Regions from separate parts of the Mus musculus genome. Here region 1 is linked to region 2. The links are chromatin contacts, called in public promoter capture Hi-C maps. All regions are on one chromosome and are shown on one strand. The core of a region is the stretch at or near the end of the contact, and the rest is flanking DNA. Distances in the headings are between cores, read along the strand shown.

Evidence for each region. Promoter capture Hi-C pulls out the DNA fragments that hold promoters and counts their contacts.
Region 1: a promoter capture Hi-C map of pre-B cells shows a contact between it and region 2, with 3 times the contacts expected there. A contact is called at or near these places in 14 of 39 promoter capture datasets (the 3T3-L1 cell line, the C10 cell line, cranial neural crest and 10 more), 1 of 130 datasets of targeted methods (the NIH/3T3 cell line) and 1 of 9 other capture datasets (pancreatic islet).

The regions. Positions count from the first base shown.
Region 1 is chr19:29,329,530-29,336,619 of GRCm38.p6, reverse strand. Rln1 (relaxin 1) reads left to right here and starts at 1,950. Exons shown (of 2, transcript NM_011272.2): 1 at 1,950-2,234; 2 at 4,454-4,865. The coding sequence starts at 2,024. The coding sequence ends at 4,800. Gm52390 (a long non-coding RNA gene) reads right to left here and starts at 1,982. Exons shown (of 3, transcript XR_003952902.1): 1 at 1,870-1,982; 2 at 1,601-1,733.
Region 2 is chr19:28,942,036-28,949,467 of GRCm38.p6, reverse strand. It overlaps 4430402I18Rik (RIKEN cDNA 4430402I18 gene), which reads left to right. Exons shown (of 14, transcript NM_001374140.1): 6 at 725-849; 7 at 3,637-3,717; 8 at 5,014-5,244. Among named protein-coding and RNA genes, the nearest start is that of Plpp6, 18 kb to the left of the region's middle.

The sequences.
Region 1 (7,090 bases), core at 701-3,200, 390 kb before region 2:
GTAACAATATCAAATAACAATATCAAAAAGTAAGTAGAGACTAAATTATAATTGAAATGAGGGGCTGGTTCTGGAGAAGATGGACAAAACTGAGAAACTTTTAGTTAGAACAACTGAGACAAAATAAAGGAGAAGATGTAACTGACTAAAATTACAGACAAAGATCAAGGCCAAATAACTCAAGACAATTTTTTTTTTTTTTTTGTATTTTAGGTTTTTTTAGTAAGACTTCGTCCAGTTAGAGTCAAGAATGTTTGCTTAATTTCCAGTGCCTTTTTTTTAATGTATTGTAGAGTTTTAGGTCTTTAATCTGGTTATAACTAACAGCTGAGGTACCACAACTGAGGAGAGTTTGTTTAGTTTTGGTTTTTAAATTATGTTTGCTACAAAATACTATAGTTGCCTCATTGAGGACAACGTTAAAAGAAAGGAAGGATGGAAGGAAGGAAGGAAGGAAGGAAGGAAGGAAGGAAGGAAGGAAGAAAAGAGAGAGAGAGAGAGAGAAAGGAAGAAAACTAAAAGGGCTTTATATGCTATGGACAGTCTAATAAATCAAATTCATTTAAAAATTTGAAAAGAAAAAAATGGATAAATTTCTAGATATAAACTTATCAAGATTGACCCGTGACGACATAGACAACCAGAAGAGACTAAGTCAAGTATGGAGCATGTGTAACCAAGTCTCCCAACAAAGAGAAGTTCAGCCCCAGGTGGCTCTGTCGCTGAATCTTACCAGATTCTCAAAGTATTCCAAAGAATCAGTTTATTCTCTCAGTTCAGCATTGCTCCATACCAAAAGGAAACAGAGACACAACAAACAAAACTATAAACCAATGTCATTGATAAACATAGATACAAAACCACTCAACAAAATATTAAACCATCAAAAAGATCATTCATGGTGATGAAGGTGGATGAGTCCGAGAGGCAAGGGTAGTTTACCATATGCAAATCAATAAATGTAATATATCATCAGAATGAATTGCAAAAGCTGTAAAAGTTATCTCCATATAAGCAGGTAAACCTTTGGATAAAAGTCAACACTGTATCATTATTTAAAGCAAGTTACAGAAAGAAAGTTGCTACCTGACATAATCAAGAGTGTACAACAAGCAGCAGCCTACAATCATATCGGATGCGGAGAACCTGAAAGCATTTCCTGTGATACTTAGAACAAGACAAGGGCATTGGCTCTTACTGCTCTCGGTCCCCATTGTCCTAAAGACTTTAGGATGAACCATAAGGCAACGAAGTGCGCAGAAAACAAGTAGCCAGGAAGGAAGTCAAATGGTGCAGATACTATGATTCTATCTATTAAACACACTCTCTCTCTCTCTCTCTCTCTCTCTCTCTCTCTCTCTCTCTCTCTCTCTCCATTATGACTAACAGAATATCCACTGTAGGATCTAAAACCAACCTACAAATCTCAACAGGATTTTAAAACAACCGTACTGAATTTGCTTAAGAGAAATCACAAAAGGTTCACGTCAGCAAAAGCAAACAAAAACAAAACAAAAAACACATTCCAGGTGAAAAGTCAGTTTCCCTCTTAATTAACAGTTTACCCTCCTCCCGTTATGTCTTCTATGACCGGACCTACCAGCAATTGCAGCCATAACCTTAGTGGGGTTAGAAGGTAACAAGAGAAACGTTCATGCTGGGAAGCCTTTGCTTGTAAGAAGATAGGTGGTCTCTATTGCTGATGTGACTTAGTCCAGGGGCCATGCCTTATTCTGTAATTAAGAAAAAACTTCAAATCCAAAGTGATTTTGGGATATAAGGTTGTTTGGGGGCAAGAATAAAGAAGACAGAAGGGTGGTGTGATGAATGAAAGGTGGGTAAGGGGAACGAGACTCAAGAAGACAATACCACGCAGGCTGAGGGTGGGAAGTGGGTGGAGCTGGAACCATCAACACTGGTGCTGAGAGCTCCCAAGGGATATAAAAGCCGGATTGAGCACTGGGGAAGCAGCAGGAGCCCAGTCCCGCCAAGGCTGAGCCGCCCAGAAGCAGCCCAGACCGGAATGTCCAGCAGATTTTTGCTCCAGCTCCTGGGGTTCTGGCTATTGCTGAGCCAGCCTTGCAGGACGCGAGTCTCGGAGGAGTGGATGGACGGATTCATTCGGATGTGCGGCCGTGAATATGCCCGTGAATTGATCAAAATCTGCGGGGCCTCCGTGGGAAGATTGGCTTTGAGCCAGGAGGAGCCAGCTCTGCTTGCCAGGCAAGCCACTGGTGAGCGCCTTCTCATCTCACCCCTTCTTCTCATGCTTCCCATTGGCTGACCACCAATTGGAAAGGTCCCCTGCCTCCCCCCGGGGCGGGGGAGGTTTGTGATCCCCAGCCTCAGGTTTGACGTGCTCGTGCTCGGTTGGGTCAGAGTTTCAGTGAAAACCTATCAGAGGGAATTGGATATGCTGCAGGCAAGGGCTTCATTTACACTAGGAATGGAGCTAGGACCTAACGGGAGCCAAAATCTGGGCTGTGGAGTATGCCCGGGCGGACTACTGCTCCCTGTTTGTAAGACACATCACCTAGGGAGCCTTGCTGTGCATCTTTTTTTTAACTGGGCTTGCAGTTTAATTGAGAGGTTGGGGGGATGTAAGAAAATCAATAAGGGCTAGCACGCAGACTATCATGACCGAAAACTCATTAGTGTCATAAAAATAACATTTGAATCCAAAATCTAGTAATTAAAAAGTGAATACCTGTATGAGTTCAGTTAGATTAAAATGTTATATTTGTGTCTATTATCTACAAACCAAACATACGGATTTCAAAAATAGTTGTAAATAAGGAATTTCAAGGCACAAAAGCTTGTAAGTTAACTCTGACCCCCGACTACAGCTGGCCTTTGCTTACTGGTTTTAAGTACATCAACTTTGCTTGGCAGCCGATGAAACTCTGACTGGACAAAATCTTAGAGCAAGGAGGGATTGGTAAACTGAGTTAAAGTTAGAATGTCTTCCTGAAGGAAAAAGGCAGGACTTCTGATAGACACAAAATGGTACAGAATGCCACCTGCTGTCACTGGTTTAGACTTGGAATGAACAGGTGTGACAGTGCCATCACTTTCCGTGCCAAATTCCAACGGCTGAAGTTGGTTGTTGGCTAAAAGGACAACGGGACCCTTAGGAAGGATCTTTGTCCCAGAGCACCCCAGTATAGGGGAACGGTTTGGCTTTCTCTGGAGGGTAAGCCTCCAAGGCTAACCTGGTATCTCCCTTGCACACTTAGGCTGTGCCTTTTGGATTCCTTGGTTTCATTCTTTCCAGAGGAGTGACTGATTGGTAAGCTGACACGCTGTTCTGCTGGACATGAAGAATGGCATCAAGAGCTGAGCTATTGCACTGTAATCTAAACTTGATTAGCATTGCCAGGTTTTTTTTGTCTGCTAACACTCTAAATTTGTGCATTTGGAATAGGTAAGAGCAGGGGGAAGGTCTGAGTTACTATAAAGAGTTTTGTAGGCAGAAAAAAAATTTTTTTTCCTGTAAATCTCCTAACTGACACTGCTGGTGGAAACAGTCCGTGAATGCTGAACTGTAAATGTGTACAAAGAAGGAAGGGGTCACTTGGTTCTAGAGGGTTTCCCACAGCACGGGAGCAAACACCACACTCAGCACATTGGTCCAGGCACCACTGGGAAACACACAGTTTGGGAAGCGTTCTTTTTGGCTGTTTCTGTCTTGAGTATACAATACCACTGACTTGGAGCAAACACTCTAGGGAAGAAAGATTGCTCCGTAAGTGTTCAGAGACATCCATCCTTCTCTAGTCAGAGCTGAGCTGCTGGAAATATCTGTCTTTTAAACTTTATCCTAAAGCAGTAACTTGACACTCTGGGACTCCTAAAATCATGGAAATAGTTTTCAAGGACTACTTTTTCATGGTGCTAAGGCAATGAAGAAAATGACTCAGGTTAGAAAACATGTAAATGAGTTGGTTTTGTTTTATTTTATGTTACTTTATTTTATTTTATTTTTTGAGATGGGATCTTTCTAACATAGTCCTGGCTAATCTGGAATTCTGTAAACCTGCTGGCTTTGAACTCATGGAGGTCCACTTGCCTCTGCTCTCCAAATGCTAGGATTAAAGGTGTGTGGCACCACATTGGGCTAGAAAAGATGAAAAATAGTGTTGTTGATAGCCAGCGTGATTGCAGAGAAATAAGAGTTTAGTGACAAAGGGTGAAAATTACAGTGATAAAAGCAAGATGAGGACACTTGCAGAAAGAAGCCACATGGGGCAAACAGAGCCTTGGTAAGATCGTAGCAGTCTGAACTGCCTAGCCAGCAAAACCACTGAGATTTTCAATACTCTCTGACCCCGGTTCCGTGTTTAATTATATCCAGGCAAAATGCTTTTCTCTATACAGATGTCTGTATTTTCCCAAATGCACCTTGACATGAATATTGCCTACCCCACTCACTTTTCTTTTTTAAACTTAACAGAAGTTGTGCCATCCTTCATCAACAAAGATGCAGAGCCTTTCGATACGACGCTGAAATGCCTTCCAAATTTGTCTGAAGAGCTCAAGGCAGTACTGTCTGAGGCTCAGGCCTCGCTCCCAGAGCTACAACACGCACCTGTGTTGAGCGATTCTGTTGTTAGCTTGGAAGGCTTTAAGAAAACTCTCCATGATAAACTGGGTGAAGCAGAAGACGGCAGTCCTCCAGGGCTTAAATACTTGCAATCAGATACCCATTCACGGAAAAAGAGGGAGTCTGGTGGATTGATGAGCCAGCAATGTTGCCACGTCGGTTGTAGCAGAAGATCTATTGCTAAACTCTATTGCTGATACGGAGCTAATTGTGTACCACCAGTCCAGTGTTCACATGCATTCTTGCTACCTGGTTGATGGCCTCTTTCTGTTCCCTTTTCTTATTTATTAGGATTTGAGAAACCATAATTTACATATGGATTTGTCCTTTGATATAAAAGAAATGTTCTTTGAATTATTGTAGTTCTGTTAATAATATTTGTATGCAAAACTCATCTTGTCCTTTTAATGGTCTTATTGCTTTTGAATAATATTAATTTAAAATGATTATACATCCTTACCACTGCATGCATACAATGCTAATACAATGCTCTCTTAAGAAATCCTGTGGGCTCTTCTGGCCTCTGCAGGCACCACACATGCTTGTGGCAGGCAACATAAACTCAGGCAGAACAGCCATACTTGTAAAATTAAAAAGTAATAATTAAATAAGATACATTTAAATAACAATTTAATAAATCTATTAAACTGTGCTAATAATAAATACTACTTAAATGTTTTTCTTCGCATAACAGATTCACATTAAGACTCAATTTAGGAGACACTAGGTTATAAATATAAACAAAAGATGACTCCATTGCCTAATGAGCTTTTTAAAAAGGATTTTAAACATTAAACAGTGCAGCATTAAACGAGGATGATGACAGAGGTAGGGAAACAGTAAAGAGAACTCAAATTCTCATTTATTCACTTATGCATTTATTTACCAAATATTATATTATTATTATATATTATATATATAATATATATTATACTATATTATTATATTACTTACTAGCACTTAATTTATTATTTGTTGATAGCATTATTAATTGTATCTGTTAGTCTCAGTGATTAAGAACCTACTGTATTCCTGACTCTGTTTGAAGTAAGGAATATCACACAATAAGTAGATCAAATGAAGGCTCTTACCTCCATGGCGAACACATTCTGATAGGAAGAGAACACATGGATTAAGAAGTGACATCCATGCCAGTTTGTGCAGGACGGCAGGGGAAACACAAAGCAAGACAATGACAAGTCTTAACTAAGGCTACTATTGTTATGACGAAACTCCATGACCAAAGCAACTTGGGGACAAAAGGGTTGATTTGGCTTACACTTCCACATCACTCATCAAAGGAAGTCAAGGCAGGAACTCAAACAGGGCAGGAACCTGGAGGCAGGAGCTGATGCGGAAGCCATGGAGGGCTGCTGCTTACTGGCTTCCTCCTCATGGTTTGCTCAGCCTGCTTTCTTTCTTTTTTTATTTTTATTTTTTATTAATCATTCCATTCATTTACATCTCAAATGATACCCCCTTCCCAGTTACCTCTCCACAGTAACTCTCTCCCCCCTCCCATTTGCCTCTATGAGGCTGCTCCCCATCTACCCACCCACTCTTGCCCCACCACTCCAGCATCCCTCTATGCTGAGGTATCAAACCTCCACAGGACCAAGGGCCTCCCCTCTGATTGATGTCAGACAAGGCCGTCCTCTGCTACATATGTAACTGGAGTCATGGATCCCTCCCCATACACTCCTTGGTTGGTGGTCTAGTCCCTGGGAACTCTGGGTGTTCCGACCAGTTGACATTGTTCTTTCTATTGGTTTGCAATCCCCCTATGCTCCTCCAGTCCTTCCCCTAGCCACCCCCCCCCCCAGGGTTCTCTAGCTCAGTCTGATAGTTGTCAGCTTCCTTTCTTAGAACCCATGACCACCAACTCAGGGATGGTACCTCTCATGGTAGGCTGGGTCCTCCTTCACCACCAATTAAGAAAATGTCCAACAGGCTTGCCCCCAGCCCAGTCTTACAGAGACATTTTCTCAGTTGAGGATCCCTCCTCTCCAATGACTCTAGCTTGTGTTATGTTGACATAAAACTAGGCAGCCAGGTATAGAAAGCATTTGGTAAATCACATTGTTTAGCAGACAAAGCTTGAGCATTTAAATCTCCATGAAGGAAAGTGATGAGATTGTTCTTATGTATATTTTATTATATAGTATATGATATATGTAGTATATAGTATATACCATATGTCATATATCAGATATCAACTGATAGTTGATTTAACAGTATCTATGGATGCCACTAGAACTCAGGACAAAGCTAGGGAAACAAAAAATTGAATCAGAAGACAGAAAAGAGAAAGAGAAATTATATGTGGAAGTACTGAGAATATTAATGTATTAAACTCATGCTCCCCTCTGTCTGGCCATCTGAAGTTGATGAAATTGCTTCCAGATAATAAAATTTCATTGGAAATTATAAATGAGGCAGTTATTAACGCAGAGACGCGTAATGGGTCAAAGTACTGAGAACAAGTGA
Region 2 (7,432 bases), core at 4,103-6,602:
AAGGTTCCTGCAATGCAGTGACAGTCATTCCTTTAGGGATTATGAGTGCTTTCTTACCAACCACCCGAATCTTCTCCTGTCTTGACATTTCCTCTACAAAATTAGTCTACTACCTTTAAATTAAAATTCACCCAAGTTCTCAGGGTAAGTGTGGAATGAAAGAAGAGTCTTGCTTAAATTACCACATGGATGGTCATCTTCCAGTTCCTGATCAAGGCCTTGTTGCTGTCTGGAACTTCATGGGTTGGGCCTCCACTCTTTGCCTTTCTTTCAGCACTTTTGGCTTCAAAGCTTTCACTAGAATGGTCCTATAGGCTATGCTTATAGTACCAAAGAGGTTCCAGTCCAAAGTTCCAAACTCTTCTACATTTATCCTTCAAACTAGTTTTATAACCCCAAGAATCACATAATCAAGTTTATGGTAGCAACCATCCCACTCCTGGTAGCAATATTCTGTCTTCGTTGCTTTTCTTGTTTCTTTGACAAAATATTCTGACATAAGCAACCTCAGGAATGAAGGGTTTATTTGGGCTCATAGTTTGAGAGTACAGCCTATCATAGCATGATCTCAAGGTATTTTCTCAATGGAGGGTCCCTCCTCCGAGGTGACTATAGATTGTGTCAAGTTGATAGAAGCTAGCTAGCACACCATCTGAGCATCTGTTTTCTTAAACTCGAGAGGTGTAGAAGACATTTACTCATGCCCTCTATCCTTTCGTTCTAGCATGGGAAGAGTTGGCCTACTATGAAAAAAACACCCGAGATTTCCTGTTCCCTGAGCCCAGGCTGGCGTCCTCACACCTTGGCATGCAGAGGGAGGTGCTCATGAAGACAGCTATTTGGTTTCCAGTGAGTGACCCTCCCACAGGGGCTTCTACAGGAAGAAAAGTTCTTGGAGAGTGAACATTTCATTCCTGACAGGGTTGGCCTTGGGCAGGTAGCTTTTCTTGCTTAGTTTCCTCCGTTCTATTTCTGCCCATGGTCAGATGCCCAGATCATGATGCCAAGCCATACTGATTTCTATGATTGATCTAAGAGCTGAGAGTTTTATTATCTAACTAAGCTGTATCATTCACCTAACCAGTTGTCACATGATGTCCTAGAACGCTCCTCTTATTTATTGCAGATTGACAGGAAGATTCGTTTGGTCATAGCTGTTATCGGTAATTAGAGTAACAACAGCAATAATATTATCTTACATTTGTTTTATGCCTTCAACATTCCACAGTTTTTAAGAATGTGTAGCCTTGGCTATTCTGGAGCTAGCTCTGTAGACCAGGCTGGCCCCAAACTCACAGAGATCCACTTACCTGCACCTCCCAAGCACTGGGATTAAAAATGTGTGCCATCACCTCCAGGTAACCTACATTTTTAATCACTCTCTTCCTAACAATTTTCAAATTAGACAAAGCTGATACTCTGTTCTTTTATTGGAGGAGAACTGTTAGAGGCTGGAATCACTGGGGAACCAGGCATGGGGCAGCATATAGTCAACTGATAATCTGTTTGGAGGCATTTATTCGATCTCAAATTCAACACAGTCATTTTGATTTTATGGTCTATGATTTCTATCTTTGAAACAACCACTTCTTTTTAAGTGGAATTTTATGCTCTTGGATGACATCCACTTAAAGAGCCACATCTTTGGGGATTATAAAAAGTACAATTACTACTTAAGCTTTCCACTTCTGCACTATGCTTTCCTACTGTGATCATGTGGTGAGGGGTCCCTGTCCCACTCTATCCCTGGGCTGTTCAGACTATGATCAGAAGAACCTCAATGCCTGCAATTGCTTCTGGAGACTGATACTCCAAACATAGGCATCAAACCTTGTCCTAATCAGAATTCCAAATGCCTGTAACTTTAAGCCCTCCCTGTTATCTTTCAGGGTTTGGCAAATAGTCAGGAAATGACTTTTTTCTTTCTCCAGCGTCATCTTCATGTGTCACTTAAGCCAGGGGTTCCTATGATATGCTCGCCTTTATTGCTTCAAGTTATTGGCATGCTGCCCTTCAGAATGTCACAGGGAATAAAAGTTCAGGAGAGCCAGCCTGAGGAAACCCTTGGACTAATTTTGTCTTCCTCAAATTCCCAGTTAAATAAAAGCCACCTTCAGACAAGGGGAAACACTTATTTTTGTCCCCAAGTGTCATGTGGTGAGTGCTCTGGGCATGAATAGAAAGACTAACCTGTAAGAAATTGCATTTGTAGTTATTTATAAATGGAGGTGCTGGCTTTAACATGCATCAGAGAACCCTCATGCAGCAGATGAAAAAATATCAGTTCCTGTAATTGGCTTCATCAAACTCCATCAACAATTTGTTACAAAAAAAAAAAAAAAAAGATAGAGAGATCCAGTTCCTCTGAAACATTTCACAAATCAAAGTCAAAGCCATTGCCAAAGCTCCAGGAACAGTTGATGCTCATGCCTGGTGCATGCCGAGCTCACGGCATGGCATATCTTGTTCTGTCACCTGTCATCCAGGAAGGGACAGCTGTTTCCCCCTCCAGTGGAGGGGGGTGTGCTGTACTTCAGGAATGTTCCCTGGGCTCACGGAGCTGGTGGGTGGCAGAGCAGGAATTCTTGTGCATCGGCTTTATGTTCTTAGCTGTAAACATCTCTTAGATATTTTTCAGTGTACTGCTTCTGGTTTTTATTACTACTGTAGAAAATGAAATGAGGGTGAATGAATTGTATAGCCAGGCAAACCCTTCACCTGCCTACTCTCTCTTCTCAGTTCAGTAACAATTAGGTTTTTCTCTTCCTTTCTTTTTTTCTCTTTCTTCCTTTCTTTTTTTTTCTTTTTCTTTTTGGTTTTTAGCAACAGGGTTTCCCTGTGTAGTCTTGGCTGTCCTAGAATTTGCTCTGTACCCAGGTGCCTCTTGAAGTCACAGATGCGCCTGCCTCTGTCTCCCAAGTGCCGGGATTAAAGGCATGCACAACCTCCACCCAGCTTTTTTTTTTTCTTTCCTCTGTATTTCTATACATTGTTGTTTTATCTCATTTTAAATCTCATCAGTCATCGAGATGATAAAGCACCACACCAAAATAGACATCTAGTAGCTAAGAATAGGTCTGATGAATATAAATGCTTTATATAAGCTTGCCAAGGCCAGCAGATAGGGAAGAAGACCCTCTTTTAGCTAGAGTAGCTAATAGCATAGACACTGCTACCCAGATGTCCTCAATGACCAGCTCTGCCACTGCTAGCCCATGTCCAGGATCACTCTCGCCCAAGTGAACATTGTATTAGAACCCACTTCACAGGCCTGTGTTAGGAGTATGTTCCGTTGACTTAAACCTCCGCTCAGTATAGAGTATACGTTATATAGGTGTTTAGCCCAGTGGTTCCCAACTCTCCTATTATTTCATTGTTCCTTCATAACAGCAACTTTGCTACTGTTATGAATCACTCTGTAAATATCTGATATGCGACACCTTAACCCACAGGCCAAGAACTGCTGGTTTAGCTTTTGATTTATTTTCTTCTTCTTTTTTTTTTTTTTAAATGTATTCAGAGTATGCTGACTACAGGACACTTGGGTTCTTGGCAGCTTTCCGGTGGAGATGAGATGGGCAAGCGAATTGTTTCCAGTAATTTTATTTGCTTCTCTTTATGCTGCCTTATTTTTAGGGCATTGCTCCCAAAATAGAGTTTTCTACAAGGACAGCCATCCTAGAATGTGTGTTCCCGTGTAAAAACAGATTCATTTGTGTAAGTATAATAAAGAGGGCTATGATAGAAATGACAGGAGCCCACCCCACTCCGCTGTAGCCCCACCCCAATTTAAAGGCTGTTAATCTGAAGTCAGCTAAATTTAAATGGAACTGAACATACAATAACCTGGGTAGTTTGTGCTCAGTTTGTTTTCTGTGATCAGACCATTTGCTTAGGCCGTCACATTAGTGTATGTTTGCTGTGTGTTCAGAATGGTGATGTTCAAGTGGAGGCTGATGGTTAAGTGACAATGTCAAAACCAGAATATGAGACTACTAGTACCCCCCCCCCACTCCCCACCTCCCACATCACAGACACACCAGACAGAACGGCTGGGAGAATAAAAAGGAGCCTAACAGAGTCCTTGATCTGGGTTAAGGTGGGGTTTCAATGCAGGTGCTTGCTGATTCACCATGACAGCTAGCTTTAATTTTTGAAACCATTTTAAGCCAGTCAGGGTGACACATACCTATGATCCTAGCACTTGGGAAGCCAAGGTGGAAACTTGCTTACAGGTTGAAGGGCAAGTCTGGGCTACATGGTGAGACCCTGACTCTAAACAGCTATTAGAAATGCTTTCATTGCTGTATGCACAGCAATGCTTGATTGCTTTTAAGTGAAATGAATGGATCCATGTATATGCATGCGCCTCCCACATTTCTCCGGGTCTATTGTCTGCCTGTGCTTGGGGGATGTTGGTTTCTATCTGCCTTTTTCAAAAATTTCCCTAATACAAATAAACTTCCCTGTTATTATTTAAAACATTTGATTTTAGACAGTTACCCGTACTAATTAAGTTAAGCTAAATGGTAGATTAATAGAGAAATACCCTTCTTTAAAGGTTTGTTTTATAAATTTGGAGCAGTCTTCTATCTTAGTTTTTATTTTTTAATAGATTTATTTATTTTATTTATATGAATATATTGTAGCTGTCTTCAGACACAGCAGAAGAGGTCATCAGATCCCATTACAGATGGCTGTGAGTCACCATGTAGTTGCTGGGAATTGAACTCAGGACCTCTGGAAGAACAGTCAGTGCTCTTAAACTCTGAGCCATCTCTCCAGGCCCCCTTAGTTTTTAAATGTTCAACTAATGACAGTTATAGTCCTGACTGAATTTTCTTTGTTTTTTAATCAAAAGGATATTTTTGACTGGAGGTATAGCTCCTAGGTAGAGTGCCTTCCCCCCTTCCCAAAAGCCTTAGGCTTGATTCCCAACACTGGGAAACAAAACGAAGCAGAACAGCAAATCTTTCTTTGTTTGTTATTTGTTTGTTTGCTTTCTGCTCTCAGGAAGAAAGGTGTAGATTGGAAAGATCTGTCTCAAAATCTCACGGACAGAGAGTCCAGGCAACTAACAGGAAAAAGAAGCCAAAGGAAAAAGATTCTGACCAACTCCCCAAAGGGACACAGTCCCGGTTACCCTCCCCTCAACGTCTTCATCTCCATCGGCCGACTCAACGCAACCATGGGAAAAGCTTCAAGTTCCCGGGAGAAAGGAAACCTCCATTTGTGGTTAGACATGTGAGCTTAAAGTAAATTTAATTTTTGTCAGAGTAACTTCCTGCATGAGGATGTGGAGAGGAGTGGGAGAAAGAATTGTTGAGCCGTGCAAACAAGTGGGCAGTAGTAACTGAAGAGAGAGAAGTCAAATGAATAATAACTGCCATTAAATTATGTTCATTTTCCAGTGTTGTTGTTAGGAAGTGCCTGTGAAGGCATTTCAGAGAGAACTTGCTCAGTAAATGTCAATCAGCCCATTTTTAAATTTTGAACATTATTAATAGAGTATGACGAATGTAGATGATAGCTCAGCAGTACTCAGAAGAGTGGGAGCTGCCGGGAACTGAAGATGTCAGCCCAAGGCTGGCTGATACAGTACATCCATTGAAACTGAAGCTCCATCCAGTTATAAGAAACACTTTTCACTTTCTCAATGAGATGGGTGCTCAGTAGCCAAATGTTGAACAGGGACAGGATTTCAGCATGGGAGGTGTGAAGGAAGCAGTGACTGGCCTCAGAAACTCTGAGCCTCAGTCACCAGTAACAGTGGCTATCACTAGTCACTGTAATCTTCGTTGTCTTAAAAGATTGCTTTTGATTACTGTATTATAAAATAGAGACATCCAAGATGAGTTTACACATTGGCTCATCAATGTAATAAAAAGAAAATCTAAAGTCAGGTGTGGTGATGTGCCCTTCTGATCTCTGCACTTTGGAGGCTGAGGCAGGAGAACCACCATGAGTTTGAAGCTATAGCTTGGGCTACATAGTATGTCTAGGAAAATTTGAGCTACTGAGTTTCATACACACACACACACACACACACACACACACACACACACACACACACACAAACATACACACAGACATAACATACTCACAAACATACACACACACACAAACACCAGCCACAGATCATTAATTTGATTCCTTTTCTTCAGTTTTTGTATACATAGCCTTTGTTTTCCACAAAGCTATAATTATACTGTTATATAGATACATTCGAGTTAATATTTTTTGTTATTCTTGGTGATCTCCATCACAAATTGCAATTATTATCTTCAGAATATTTGCAATTGATAAAATGCTAAATGAACATCTTGACTTAAAATTTCTAGGAAGGATGACTGTCCATCTGATAGAGGCTGTGAGTTAGGGTTTGTCTCAGCCAAGGTGCTGATGAGATGTTGAATGTAGCTTGCTTGTAGGTAGATTGAGCTTTCTGGCTAGAAAATATGGACCGGCTAATTTACAAATAAGGACTCTTCATAAACACAGAATTATTGTATGGCTGGTTTCTTTATGGTGGCCTTGGTAAGGATGTAGCAACCTGCCATTAAACATGGCCCCATAGAAGTGCTAATAGCTTGCATCTTTTTTGACAATGTAGCTTATTCTATTCCATATAAATGGCTATAAAATGCAGTCCCCAACACTGTGGATAAATTAATCTTCAAAAAATTGGCTAGATGTCTTAGGGAATGAAAACTTGACATTTTCATGATATGTTTACTTGTTTACAGGTCATTTTGTATACTTGATTACTTAGATTTCCTGGTCATATGTGAGACATTAAAGCTTAAGAACTTGGGTCTGAAGAGGTGGCTCAGCAGTTAAGAGCATTGACTGTTGGTCCTGAGGACCCAGATTCTATTCCCGGCATCCGCAGAGCAGCTCCTGTTTATAACTCCCGTTCCAGGGCATCTGATATCTTCTTCTGGCTTCTTTGGGCACCAATACACATGTGGTACATAGACATACATGCAAACAAAACACTCATACACGTTTAAAAACTTTAAATTAGAAAATTTCAGTCTATTTCTTGACATAACAATAAAAATTAGCATTGTAGACTGCCTCACCAATAAAATAAACAAAACCTTCAAAGTCTAGCTTTATGCCGCAGAGGAATCTCCTTTTGAAGTATTTTGATCTGCTTTCGCAGATTGTGTTTACCAATTTTGTTTTAGGAAAATGTGGTCTGTCACTTTAAGTAAGAGAGTAGTTAGTGCTATTGTGTTTTAAAAGAATCTAGACAGCAGACTGGAAGGGAATCTAGCCAATCTCTTGATTTCTGGAATACTCTGTCCAGTTCAAAGGACTCCAGGCTGGATTGGTGGCTCACACCTGTAGTCACAGCATGCAGGAGGCAGAAACTTTGGGCACTGTCTTTTCATCATTACCAGTTCTGAGAACGTGTCTTGTGTCT